Linked DNA regions of Ovis aries: region 2 is linked to region 1. The links are chromatin contacts, called in public Hi-C maps. All regions are on one chromosome and are shown on one strand. Each heading gives the region's core, a stretch centred on a gene start, on an enhancer-like site or on the middle of the called end of the contact. The rest is flanking DNA. Distances are from core to core; before and after follow the strand shown.

The links. Hi-C and Micro-C count contacts between places; a contact is called where the count stands out from the background.
Region 2: a Hi-C map of hypothalamus shows a contact between it and region 1, with 7 times the contacts expected there. The contact joins the enhancer-like site here to the promoter of DDX3X in region 1. A contact is called at or near these places in 8 of 16 Hi-C or Micro-C datasets (blood, hypothalamus, liver and 3 more).

What each region holds. Positions count from the first base shown.
Region 1 is chrX:40,561,266-40,567,820 of ARS-UI_Ramb_v3.0, forward strand. It overlaps DDX3X (DEAD-box helicase 3 X-linked), which reads left to right and starts at 2,414. Exons shown (of 17, transcript XM_060407509.1): 1 at 2,414-2,551; 2 at 5,321-5,378. The coding sequence starts at 2,507.
Region 2 is chrX:40,654,604-40,661,158 of ARS-UI_Ramb_v3.0, forward strand. No RefSeq gene overlaps it. Among named protein-coding and RNA genes, the nearest start is that of NYX, 19 kb to the right of the region's middle. Within about 2 kb of position 2,853, at least 41 of the 54 cell types and tissues checked have an H3K27ac peak or open chromatin away from gene starts, as enhancers often do. A contact at or near this core is called in hypothalamus and liver, where this site is marked.

The DNA of each region.
Region 1 (6,555 bases), core at 1,164-3,663:
TGGTCCATACGAAAAGGAAGCAAAACCAAGTGAAAACTCACCTCACCCGTGCTTGTAGGGCTGAAAGGGACCTTAATGATCATTATTAAGCTTAATAGTTCTCAAGGGGGCATTGTGAAAAATAATTTTAAAAAATTATATATGTATAGGGTGTTGCAATGATTGGCAAGGGCTACTAAAGTTAGTGAGCAGAGACCAGGTTTGCTAGATACTCTAGCGATATCTGAAGAGTTCAATATCTGACAGTTCAAATCTGAACTGTCCCATACAGAGAAAAATTGACTCAATGGAAAAAAACAGTTCATCATGATATAAGCTTAGAACACACACTATATTTTACCTATAAACAAAAATATTTTACCCAGTTTCGATATACACTGAATTCTAGGAATAAAACTATCACTTGAGGGAAGACTATTGTGTTTTTGTTTCAAACATTACCAAGAGTTTGCCATTTTGGAAACTAAGGTCACCAATGTAACATTGTTTATGGTACTTGAATTGTAAAAACACTTTTTTCAGTTTGCATTTGTGACTGCGCTAGGCAGGTATCTATCATCATTTAGTGCCCCTGTGTGGGAGCATTCATATATTAAAATATATTGCTTTATTATAATTATTTTGCTTTTATTCTCGTTATGTCGTGTTTTTTGAAATTGTGTGTTGTTAGGTTACGTTATCTGTGGTGTACTATTTCAGTATGGTTAAAGGGGACATTACCAAATAGTTGTTATAAAAAGGAATCTGGTCTTTCGCGGGGTCACGTAGTCCACCTCCTTTTATAGAGGAAATCGAAACCTAAAGCAGTTAAGCAACTTGCCCAGGACAGAAGTGTTATTTTATCTCCCTATCTCGTTAGAATTTGTTTCATTTTTAAAAATTGGAAGAGAAAAGCAAAGTGGTAAAGTACGTGATGTGAACGAGCTGTTTGAATTCTGGCAGCAGCAGATCCTTTGGGGGATGGTTGGAAACCCTGTATATTATTTAATTCTGTCAGGCTGAGGGTCAGAAAAGAGAGAAAAACGTTTCTAAAAACCATATATGTGCCGCCGCTCGCTTAAAGCCAGGGATTCACTAGTCAACACATTTTCTTCTATTTAAGGTTCTGTGGCACTGAGGTTGGGACCGGAGGTCGCCTGCTTAGGAGGGGGGAGCATAAGGGGTGCCTCCGACCCATTCCGGCAATTCCCCATTCACCGCAGTGGCCCGGGGTCACCCTGAACCCAGGCCGATGATGCGGTAGACTTTCTTCGGCAGGCCCAGATTGCGCCCAACCACAAACGCCTCCGACTCCCTAGGAGAACGGCTCTCCATCCCGAGTCCTCTGGCTTTGAGGGAAGCAGCACCGCGCCGGTGGTGGCCATCGGCCCTGAGCCGCTGGACGCCCCACAATAGGAAACCTGCGGCCTAACGGAGCTGTGGTGCCGGCGAAGGGCGGGGGTCCCAAGAGGGTGCGCTACCTCCCGCTCGTGTTCAGCCCGATTGTCTCATTGTTTCTTAACTGCGGGGAGCGGGGACGCGCGCGCTAGAGCGCGCTCTCTTGGTGGGGGAGTCGGAGGTGTGTGTGGGAACCAAGGGGCTATGGCATTCCTAGGCGGCGCACCCGCTGCCTAGGCAACTAGTGTCCCACCACCCGCGCGCGCCGCCAGCGCCCCTCCACTTCTCCCTCCCCCCCACGCCCCATCACCATCACGCCCTCTTCCCTCCTCCTTCCTCTCTTTTCCCCCTCCCCCCTTCTCCTCTTCCCGTCTCCTCCCTCCCTCTTTCCCCTCCTCCCCCCGATTCCGAGCACTCTATTTAAAACCACGGTTTCCTGCTCCACAAAATGGCCTCCGCATTTGGCACCTGCGGTCACGTGACCCGCTGTCCCCTGGGCTTCGGGCCCCTCATTGCCAAACTTGGATTTCGGGGCTTCTGCCCGGGAAAATACATGGGCTGATTAGTTTGGAGAAATCGCACAACCTTTCAAAGTCTAGGGGACGGAGAGAGAAGGAAAGAGTGCTCCCTAGAAAGAAAGGAACAGTGAAAACTGAGGAGGTTGGGAAAAAAAGGGGAAAAAGGTCTAGATTATATTTTAAGGTCTCACAGCTGGCGGAAAACGGGAGGGGATGAGGTCTCGCGAGATCTCGAGACCTCCCAGTCCTGAGAAAAGGTAATAGCGGAGGACAGGGGAAGTGGCACTCAAGCGATCTAGGACAGCATTTAGCGCTGAGTGCCAAGGTAGGACGACGAGGCGCAGACGCCACCGACTAGGAAATCCCGCGAGGTTAGGACTAAACGAGCGCGCAGTAGCTAGGCAAAAGTCGTAGCGGCGGGAGGAGTGCGGGTGTGAGAGGGAGGGCACACGTCGTACGTGCTGACGTAGCAGTCACTTGAGCGGGTATATTAGATCCGTGGCCGCGCCGTGCATTTCAGAGCCGCAGTTCTCCCGTGAGAGGACCTTCGCGGTGAACCCAACACATTAGCTCAGCAGCGGAAGACTCCGAGTTCTCGGTACTCTTCAGGGATGAGTCATGTGGCGGTGGAAAATGCGCTCGGGCTGGACCAGCAGGTGAGCCGCAAGGAGCCTACCGGGATTGTTGCTGCAGGAATCCCTCCCCCGATCTAACCTGGTTTGTGGCGCAGTGCTACCTGGTACCCTCAGTTCCCATTTTCTGGGTCCCTCAGGCTAGCGAGTGTCAGTGTCCCGGGGCTGTGGGGGAACGGGAAGGTGACCGGAATGCTGATTGTGGCTGTCGCAGGGGCCCCAGCTTGGCCGGCGGTATTGTCCCCGGGCAGAGCACAATGGCGGCTTTTGTGTGTGCGTGCGCAGGCGGGCGGAGGGGGAGGGGGCGCGCGTTCTCGCGGAGGCGCGCACGCGCGAACCTCGACTTGACTTGTGACCCATGGGTGTTGCGGGGGGGGGAGGGGCGCGGCGCGGAGGTTCGCGAAAGGGGACCTTTATGGCCCTGAGAGTTCGGGCGTGCGCGGCTCGGATTCTTGTCGGAGACCCAGGCGGCGTTGGCGTGTCTGTGTGTGCACGCGCGTGTGAGCGGGCGGTGGAAAGCGGCCCTGGAATGTGGGAGGGGGCGGTGCGGGGGGTGGCCTTCGCTCGGGGTAATGGCGGCGGCCTCCTTTGTGTGGTGTCGGGTGGCTGGGCGGCGCTGCGCCCCCCGAACGGGGGAAGACGGGCCGCCGAGGGCCCGGAAACAGGGATGGATGGGCATCTTGTTCTTCCTGGGCTTCCTTCCCCGGGGCTTTTTTTTCGTTCCAGCCCGGTTTCCGCAGCCTCGGGTCCGTGGCCCGCGAGGCCGCGTTTCCGGAGTGGAAAGTTTTGTGACGCAGAAGATTCGAGGAGGAGTGGGGGGGGGGAGGGATGGAGAGGAGGGAGGAATGGGCCGCTGCGTGCGCGGTGGCGCCGGGCTCTGGAGATCGAGGTGGAACGCGGCGAGGAGGTTAGCGACCCGGCACGGCCGGCTCCGCCTCACGTGGTCGCAATAGTGAGTGTGGAGGTTTTCTTCCGAGCCACGCGTCGTTTTGGGAGGTACCACGGAGTGTACCAGTGTCCTCAGGTTGGGGACGTTTGGTGCGGGGCTCGGCCTGGGAAAAAACGCCAGGAATGTGGCTTGGGAAGAAATAAGGAATTTTGTTGGTGACTTGTTGCTGCTTGTGGACTGAAAATTTCGAAATCAGTCAGGGGCCCCGGGTTTGTCTTAATTGGAGCCCCTCTTGTAAGGGTTTAGAGGTAGAGGACGGGAGGGCGCGTGATCGCAGAGGAGGGGTTCTGGGCGGAGATGGCAGAAGTCTGCATCCCTCAGCAACAGTGGCACCACGCTTCAGAGAAGCTCTTCAATCGATGTTTTGTTGCTTTTAAGTAAACTTCTGCTTATCGCGAGCTCCAGAATTCTGAAACGAACTTGAGTGACACAAATGAATTGTTAATAGATTTTCAGTCGTGTATAGTGTTTTATAGGAACTCGGCTATCTGTTTGGGGGAGAGCATTTTTTCCATTAATGAATCGGAATAAAGCTTCCAAATGCTGACATGTTCCGTGTTAAATGGAGCAGAGACATAAAAAAAAATCTGATCAAGAACATGGCCGGTCCCCAGTTTTTAAATTGAACATATAGGTGGTGCCGGCACCTATTTAAGATTATAAGCAGGAATAAAACTTGAAATCGAAATAATTGGAAAAAAATATACACAGTCGTTAGAATTAAGCAGCAAGCAAATTCACAAATGAGAAAATTGCATTAATGTCACCCTAGCAATTTACAGTAGCATTTAAAGTGCTCCACGTAGTTCATTTTGCCAAGTGTAAAATTAATAACAAAACGTACTGCAATAAGAACAAAAAGGAAGTTTTTGTGCCTTAAAGTATTAGTCTGTTGCTGAGACAATCGTGCAGAGAAAGCACCGCAGCGTTTTGTTAATAGAAGTTAGGAAACGAGCTGCCTCCAAAGTGTTACCGTATTCATTTTTTCTTTAAGATTTAGCATCTTCCAGTTTTCAGTGATTACATTGATGCTTGCAACTTTACAGTATACAATTTTAAGCTTTTAACAGGACTTAAACGTTGTGGTTTATTGGAAACACGTGGCAATAGTGCCGTGTGGCTGGTTAAATTTTTTTTTTAATGAAATACTGCTTTTGGTACATAGTTTTCTCCTCGTTGCTTTGTAAATAGTTTGTTTAGTCATCACAGAATTCGATGAAGCGCTTTTTTTTTAGAATGTTGAGGCTTTTAAGTTACCAGTGTAAAGGGATGGGTAGAAATGGAGATGAAAGGCAGTAAAATGTGCCATTTATGTCCAAAGTGTTCTCAGCTTCACTGTGAAAATGGAAAAATAAATAGATACCTACTTAATATGGTTGTGTAGTGGTTATATTGTAAATTTTTGTTCTGAAGAGTGCTACTCTAGTTGCAGTATTTAGAAATGAAAGCTGAGAAATGGTCAATACAAGTTTTGTTCTGAATATTTTTCAGGTGTGCTCTGTAGGTTTAGAATAATTCCCAGTAGAAAACATTTATCTCCAAATATTTGGAGCTAAAATGAATCCACTGACTACTTGACATTTTGAAATAATTTAAATTTTTTGAACTTTTACAATGGAAAAAGTTACAGGGAAAATTCATTTTGATTATGAATTTGGACCCGGTTTCTCCTGGATAGCGCCACCATCTTGATTAGGTACCTTCTGCAGTGTAAACTGTAGTACTGTAGTATTTTGCGTTTGCTCACGTTCTTAGTCACATTCTCCTTAAGAGTTCCACTAAGTTTTCCTTTAGTGTAATGTTTCTGCGCATGGGCTGCTAACCAAAATTTAACTCTCTTCTAGTTTGCTGGCCTAGACCTGAACTCTTCAGATAATCAGAGTGGAGGAAGTACAGCCAGCAGTAAGTAAAATATTTTATGCATTTACTGAATGTTAGAGCTTTTAAAAAAAATTGTCGGAATATAGTTGATTTACAATGTTATGTTACTGAGTATTAGAACTATAATAACTTAATGTTTCATTGGATTTATTTAAAATTTAGGAATTTCCCTTCCAGTTTTTACTGTGTAAAGAATGTGGGTAGTGTGGTCTTTTGATAACGAGTAGTTTTCTTGAGTGAAACAATTGTTAAGGACCTTATACAACACACAAATTACAGAGTTTGATTATGTCCATTATGAATCCTGAACACAGCTTAAAGGTGGTAGGAGTGTTTATTTCACTATTAAGAGTGAATTTACTGGAATTAAACTGAATAAAGAGAATATTCACATATTCACATACATCAGGTACAGCCACTCCTTTCCCATGAAGAACATGAGGATTACTAATAGAACAAGGCTATAATGAATCTCAAAGTGGTGGTCAGGATTTTAAATGCTGAATTTTTTTTTTTTTTTCCTGAGAAGAAGTTTTTGGGTTTTTTTTGTTATTTTCTCTTGAAAGGGTTTTTTTGAGACATGGTAAAGACTAAGGTGTAGGGGGGGCTCTTGGTTTATTATTGGCAGTAGACCTGCTTCAGCTCAGATCTCTACTATTGAATTAACTGAAAGAAAAAATGTAGTATGTATATTGAATGTGTTAAGGGCTGAAAGCACTGTTTCTTCAAGCTCTGTTTATTGCATAGTTAAGGGATGTTTATTTTTAGGCAGGAAGGGCCTCACTGGGCACAGTTACTTGGTATTTGTTTTAAATTTCACTTTGTCAGGCTAAGAATCTTTTAGTAATTGACCATTCTAATGGAGATCTTTAATTCAGCCCAGAAGTGAAGAGGTTAAATTGCAGATTAACTAGTAATAAAGCAAGTTGATGTTATTAGTTGGATATATATTTCTTGCTTTTGTTCTCACTCATAGTCTAGGCTGTGTTTTTATTTGCATATAGAACAACAGTTGACTTTCCTTAAACAGTGCAAGTGTCAAAACCCACAATTCCTTGAAATCATTTCACTCTGCAGCTTTTCCCATATTACATATGTACATATGTTTTGGATTTAACCAGAGCAGGAACAAAAAAGCTTCTTAGTGACTAGATACACGATTTGTTACTTTTTAGATTGTTACAGTAGTACTTATGCT
Region 2 (6,555 bases), core at 1,603-4,102, 94 kb after region 1:
TATTTAATATGTTTTAAAAGTCTAATGAGGAGTTAGTAAGCATTTGGAAACTTTGCAGCTTTCAGGATGAAAGCAGCCATCTGTGGTTATGACATCATCACTGTTAATTACCCCTTCGCAAAAATCTGCCTGAATGGAGAAGAGGTGGGTGTGTCTATGTGGGTATTTAACGTGATGATTAAAATATATTAATGATAGTTTTCACTTCTCAAGCACCGTACATCTTAGGATCTCTAAAAGTGCTTCCACAGGCTTTAATTAGCTCTTATAACTCTACTAGGAAGAAGTAAAACAGCTCCATTTTACAAAAGAGGAAAGTGAAACACAAAGAGAAGGGTCCTGTTTGAGAGTAGAATAAAGCCGCTTCCTTGCAGTTCAGCAGTGAAGCTCAACCTTTCTCCTTTGCTTGACCAAGAACTTACACCCACAAGCTTTAGGTGAGAAACACAAAATGGTTCCCATCTTGACGCGCTAGACACTTGAACCAAAACAGAACATTTGGGAGTTCAATATTACTTATTATAAGCTGCCTCCTAAGGTTATCTAAACAAACGAAAAACCCAAGAAAACCAAAAATCAAAGGGATTATACAGCTCAGAAGTTCTGAGTCTCAGTTTCCTCCATAGTTTAACCATTTTGAATTCTGGGTTATGTATGAAACTGTGCTAGATCAGAAAAGGAAGCCATAATTGCCAATTATTCCATGTTTTATAGATTGTTTTCATTTTCAATGAAGGAAATGTAGGGAAGTTGATAGGAATGCATAGAAGGAAATGTAGAGAAAAATGCAAAATTTTCTTCCCACCAGATATATTTATCTGTATATCTGAAAAGAGCCAAATGAAGAGCATACTTTTTAAAAGCTATTATGAAAAAATTTCAAACACACGCAAAAGTAGAGACACCCCCGTGTATTCATTACTCAGTTTCCACACTTATCAACTTTCTGCTATTTTTATTTCAATTCTCCCCCGCCACTTGTTTTGTGGGAGTATTTCAAAGCAAATCCCAGATATCCTATTTCACCATAAATACTTCTATATTTTTTCCTAATGTATAAGAATTTAAAAAATAGAACCATAATGCCATTATCACACCCAACAGAAAAGTAATTCTTTAATATTATATAATAGTCTGTATTCAGTTTCTACTGATTGTTTGAAAATTGTCCCAAAATTGCATTGACTACTATCTCCTTTTCATTTTTGGCCGTACCCCACAGCTTGGAGGAATCTCAGTTCCCCAACCAGGGATTGAACCCCGGGCCATGGCAGTGAAAGCCCAGAATCCTAACCACTAGACCAGCAGGGAACTTCCATTGACTATTATCTCTTAAGTCTCTTTTACTTAACAGGTCTCCCTTCTTTTCCTTTGTTCCCCCTCTCCATTAATTTATTGGGAAAACTGGCTCATTTCTCCTGTCGAACTTTCCACAGTCTATATATTTAGCTTATTGTATCTTTGGAGTCTTTTAACATACTTCTCCATCCTTCACATTCCTTTAAATGGTAGCTAGATCTGAAGGCTTGATTAGCTTCAGGTTCTTTTTTTCTGTTCCAAACTTCAGTGGTAGAGCTGTGTATTTTCTATTATATCATATCAAAAGGTCCCTAATGTCTGGGGGGCATTTGGGGGAATGTTTGAGAAGGATCCGTAGGATGCATGATTTCATTGCAATATAGTGATTTCCTCCTTCTATCACTTCTGCATTTATTAGCTGTGATTCTTTTATAAAGGAAACATATTCTCCCATCAACTAGCATATTTGGTTATCCTGAAATACAGCCCATAAAAGAAAAGGCAAGATAAATGCTTGATTCTTTCCCTTTAGTTATCACCTTGGAGAAAAACGCCCTAGTAACTTCCAAAGTCAGGATTTAACAAAACTGTTTATTTCATTTTACAGTCACTATTCTTATTGGCCCATCTTTGGCCAGTGGAACCACTCAACTTTCCTTCTACTCAAATATTTCTGATGCCTTGTCTTCTGAAATAATGAGATGTTCCAGGATCATGTACTTTGCCTGCCCCAGACCTGCAAACAGACTCCTTCAAGGAGCTCTGGCCCCTTTTACTGGGAAATGAAGAGATCTACTTTTTGATGGCAACCCACTCCAGTACTATTGCCTGGAAAATCCCATGGACGGAGGAGCCTGATAAGACTACAGTCCATGGGGTCGCAAAGAGTTGGACACAACTGAGCGACTTCACTTTCTGATGCAATGTAAAAGAGGCTCCAAGGAGGTGTATCTTTGGGCAGTGGGCAGCATTTGCTGAGTGATACAGCAGGAAGGGATCCTGAGCCAGCTCTTATTTACAGATGAGCAAACACGGTACCAGGCACCATCAGAGTTACAAGGCGGGGTCAGGAGGGCAAGGCTCTGGAGACCTTCCTCAGGGTGTGACCTTTGACAAGTCAAGCCCTCGCCCTGGCATCCCTTCCAGCCGGATATTCTGCGGCTCCAGGTGCATGACTAACGTTTCCGGCACAGACGCGCCCTGGGACTTTCCCGGGCCCCCACCCCGCCTCGCCGAGCTGGTGAGAGTGGCCCGCGGGGGCGCGGGGCCGAGGAGTGGGAGCCGCCCTGCCCGGAACCGGAGCCTCAGCGCCCCCTGGCGACTGCAGTGGATGGGGCGGGGCTTGGCGGGGGCGGGGCTCAGCGCCCGGCGGCTCCGCCTCTTCGTTCCCGGAGGGGTGGGGGTTGGGCCGGTGGTTGCGGGCGGGAGCTGTAGAGGTTTCGCAAGGACGTGACCTTAAGGGGAAAAAACCCCCACCGTGTCACGAGTGGTTGCTAACCGAGGTTAGCGAGCTGAACTAGTTCTCCAACGCCCGGGGAGGGAGGGATGGAAGGAGGGACTAGGCCGAAACGTCCAGACATGTGACTCGCTGCCTACTTGCACCTCCATTAGAGCGGTGGCACGCCCTCCGCCCTGGGGAGGATAGAAAGGCGTGCGAGCACCCTGACTATGTCTGGGCCTGCAGTTGGGGCGACGTCAGTCCACCGGCAGTCAGCAGAATGAAGGCACAGTTTCCTCTGCTCCTCCCCTCCCCCCAATTCCAGAACCGCGGCCCCTGAGCACAGGCTGATCTAACTAACCAAGCCCCTAAGAGCTGAGTTTCCATTGGAAAATTGGAAGTGAGAGGAAGTAGGCTGATTTGCTCAAAGAGAACAAAGGAGTTAAATGCTGGAGCCGTAGAAAGGTTTCAGCGGAGGCAGTTTAGAGGTGCCTGGGGAGAAGGGGAGTGGCTCCCTCCTCTTTTCCCCCTTCCCCGAGCACAGGAGTGGCCAGGGGGATGGGGATCCATGGCATTCCAGTCTCACTAGGGTGCCAGAATAACCCAGGGACTGGGAGGCAGGAGGACTGGGTCCTAGTTCCACCTCCCCTTCACTGTCACCCCGGGGAGCAGGTCACTTAACCTTTGTGGGCCTCAGTTTACTTACTTGAAGAATACTGGTCTGGACTAGATTATGGAATAGTTTCAAGTACTGTAAGGCATAGGAAGCGGGGTTATCTGTCCTGAGACCACAGAATAAGTCAGAGAAAAAGCTGGGGTCGGGCCAAGGCTGTCGTGTGCCCCAGTCTTTTTCTATAGTTGTCGTGTTCCCCCAATTCTCACATGGGCTTTATTAGCAGACATTTGTGCACCACTACCTGGGACGTGGTGGCAGAGAGAGTTCCCCTGCTCAAGGGCTGTGGCATGGTTTCCCTCTTCTTCCTTGCCTGTGTCCATTGCACACCACAAGGGCCCTTTCACACATTAAGTGTCCATTAAGTCCATTTAGTGAAAGTTGCTCTTTGTGACCCCATGGACTATACAGTCCATGGAATTCTCTAGGCCAGAATACTGGAGTAGGTAGCCTTTCCCTTCTCCAGGGGATCTTCCCAACCCAGGGATTGAATCCAGGTCTCCTGAATTGCAGGCGGATTCGTTACCAGCTGAGCCACAAGAGAAGCCCTATCTCACACATGTCCTCAAGTAAACGGCTGCTGTTTAAGGGGTCACTGCTTGAGTGTGCACAGTGGTGGTACAGACTACCCCCAGAAGGATAGACTAACAAAATCGGGTTCAGAATCTGTTGGGCACGGAGTCCTGAGGTCCCAGGTACCCAGAATCTTGTGCCCATGTGCCTGGCACCTTGACTCCTGGTCCTTCATCTTGCCCAGTCTGAGGGTGGTAACTGTCAGATGTTATGGCGGTGGGACCATACCACAGCCCTGGACCACTGAAACAGTACAAAGGTCAGGGCTGATGCCTGTGAGCAAGGAGGGAGGGTGCCAAGAGGGTCTCATCTCTTAGAGGAGGTGGTGACTTGTGCTAAGCCTGTGGGAAGGCTGTGGTTTCAGCGGGTGGAGAAGTTCAGAAAGAAAGGAGCAAAGGCCTTGAGGACCGGCCATCCAGGGTCGGAATGTCTGTGAACTGTGACCATGGTGTAGAAAGCGGGAGGCAAATCTGTGTTCTCAGAACAACAGGCTTCGCCTCCAAGTATCACTGCACAATGGAGGGTGAGGCCACCAGCTGTGGAGTCCCTGAGGGGCAGCCTCACCCATCAGAGGAGGGTGAGACCTTACAGCCCATCCCAGGGCAGCTCTGCATAGAGCAAAAGTCCTGATACCCCTTCCTGTACCATGCCTCCTTGGTCATCAGCATTTCTTTCCTTTTTTTAATTTAAAGATTTTTAAAAAATGTGGACCATTTTAAAAGTCAATATTGAATTTGGTACAATATTGCTTCTGTTTTATGGTTATTTTTGGCTGCAAGGCATGTGGGATCTTAGCTCCTGACCAGGATTGAATCTGTACCCCCAGCTTTGGAAGTCGAAGTCTTAACCACTGGACTGCCAGAGAAATCCCAATCAGCATTTCTTTATCAATGACAAATTGGGGAAGGGATTCCAAGGTGGCTCAGTGGTCAAGAATCTGCCTGCTAACGCAGGAGACGCTAGTCCGATCCCTGGGTTGGGAAGATGCAGCAGAGGAGGAAATGGCAACCCACTCTAGTATTTTTTTTTTTTTGGTTGGGTCTTAGTTGTGGCACTTGGGCTTCTCTCTAGTTGTGGACTTGGGCTTAGTTGCTCTGTAGCATGTGGGATTTCAGTTCGATTTTAGTTCGATCAGGGATCGAACCCATGTCCTCTGAATTGGCAGGTGGAAGCTAAAACCAATGGATCACCAGGGAAGTCCCTGCTCCAGTACTCTTGCCTGGAAAATCCCATGGACAGAGGAGCCTGGTAGGCTACAGTCCACAGGGTCGCAGGGTCCGACACGACTGAGCACCCACAACCAACAGCCAAACTGGGGAAGCTTGGTTACTCCCCCAGTCCCCTGATTTGTTACAAGAGATAAACGCCTGGAAAGACGTTTTCTTTAGGAATCGGTGCATCACCATTATTTAGCCTGCTAGCCAGAGGCTGCTGGAAGAGGAGTGGCTCCCCCATCTCCTCTGGGAGCAGCCTCAACCAACGGTGGGAGTGGGTGGACAAGTGCCCCGCTCCCTGCCCTGCGGAGGAGATCGTTCTGAGACGTGTGCTCAGTCTTGTTTCGCAGAGTTTGTTAGGGTATTAGGCTCCACATGCGACTCCGCGGAATTAGGCTCTGCTGGCTCACAGCGCCAGCTTGTTTGATAACACCATTGATTTCTACCTTCCCCAGGCTCCAGCTGGGGCTTCCACAGTCGCTTCACAAATCCAGCACTTTCATTTGTATCCTTGTCCCAGGATCTGTCTCTGGGGGGATCCGAACTAAGCATAACGCCATTTCATGTTGCAGTTGGGTCCGGGTTGCTCATCAGTAAATAAAAGCGTGAAAGGAAGCGATCTCCGACTTCCTTCCGGGGCTCGGCTGGGAGTTTGCCTCATCCGCCCGCCTCCTATCAAATGGAACGGGGCACCTTGCTTTGTTTCACTCGGTGCCAGGCTGAACATGCCCGCGCGGGCTGACCCTGCAGAATAGTCTCGTCTCCCTGTGGTGTGTGTGTGTATACGCGGGCCAGCAGGAGTCGGCAGCAGAGAAATGGAAAGAATCTGGTTTAGTATCCAGCACCGCCCCCTTCCTCCCCATTTGAGGCCGCTGAAGTCTGAACCCCTGAACCCGCGAAGGAATTTTGTCTTCTCATTAGCGGCCCCGTGCTGAGTCCTGCTGGCGGCTTCCAAACCAATGCAGCAGCAATGACAAAGAAACGCTAGAGCTCCCCCCGCCCCCACTGCTGATGGAAGCTTTTCTAGAAGGCCACCTGCAAAGGCAAAGCCCCGCATCCCGGGCGCCTCTATGTCACGTGCTCACTTAGCCCACTCCTCCTCCCTTTTCTGCCCCTCTCATCAGCCACCAGCTGCATCAAGACCGAGAACCAGCGCCGGCAGCCCCCACCTCCGAGTGGCGGGTGTGTGTGTGTGTGTGTGTGTGTCTGCGTGTGTGTCTGTCTGTGTGTGTGTGTGTGTCTGTGTGGCGGGGCGCTGTCTTGTCCAAAGACAGGGTCCAGTCTGATGTTTCTCCTCAGGGCCTCGGCAGTCCATCGCACTTCCTGTGACACCCCCTCCCCTCTTGCTTCTTTTTTTT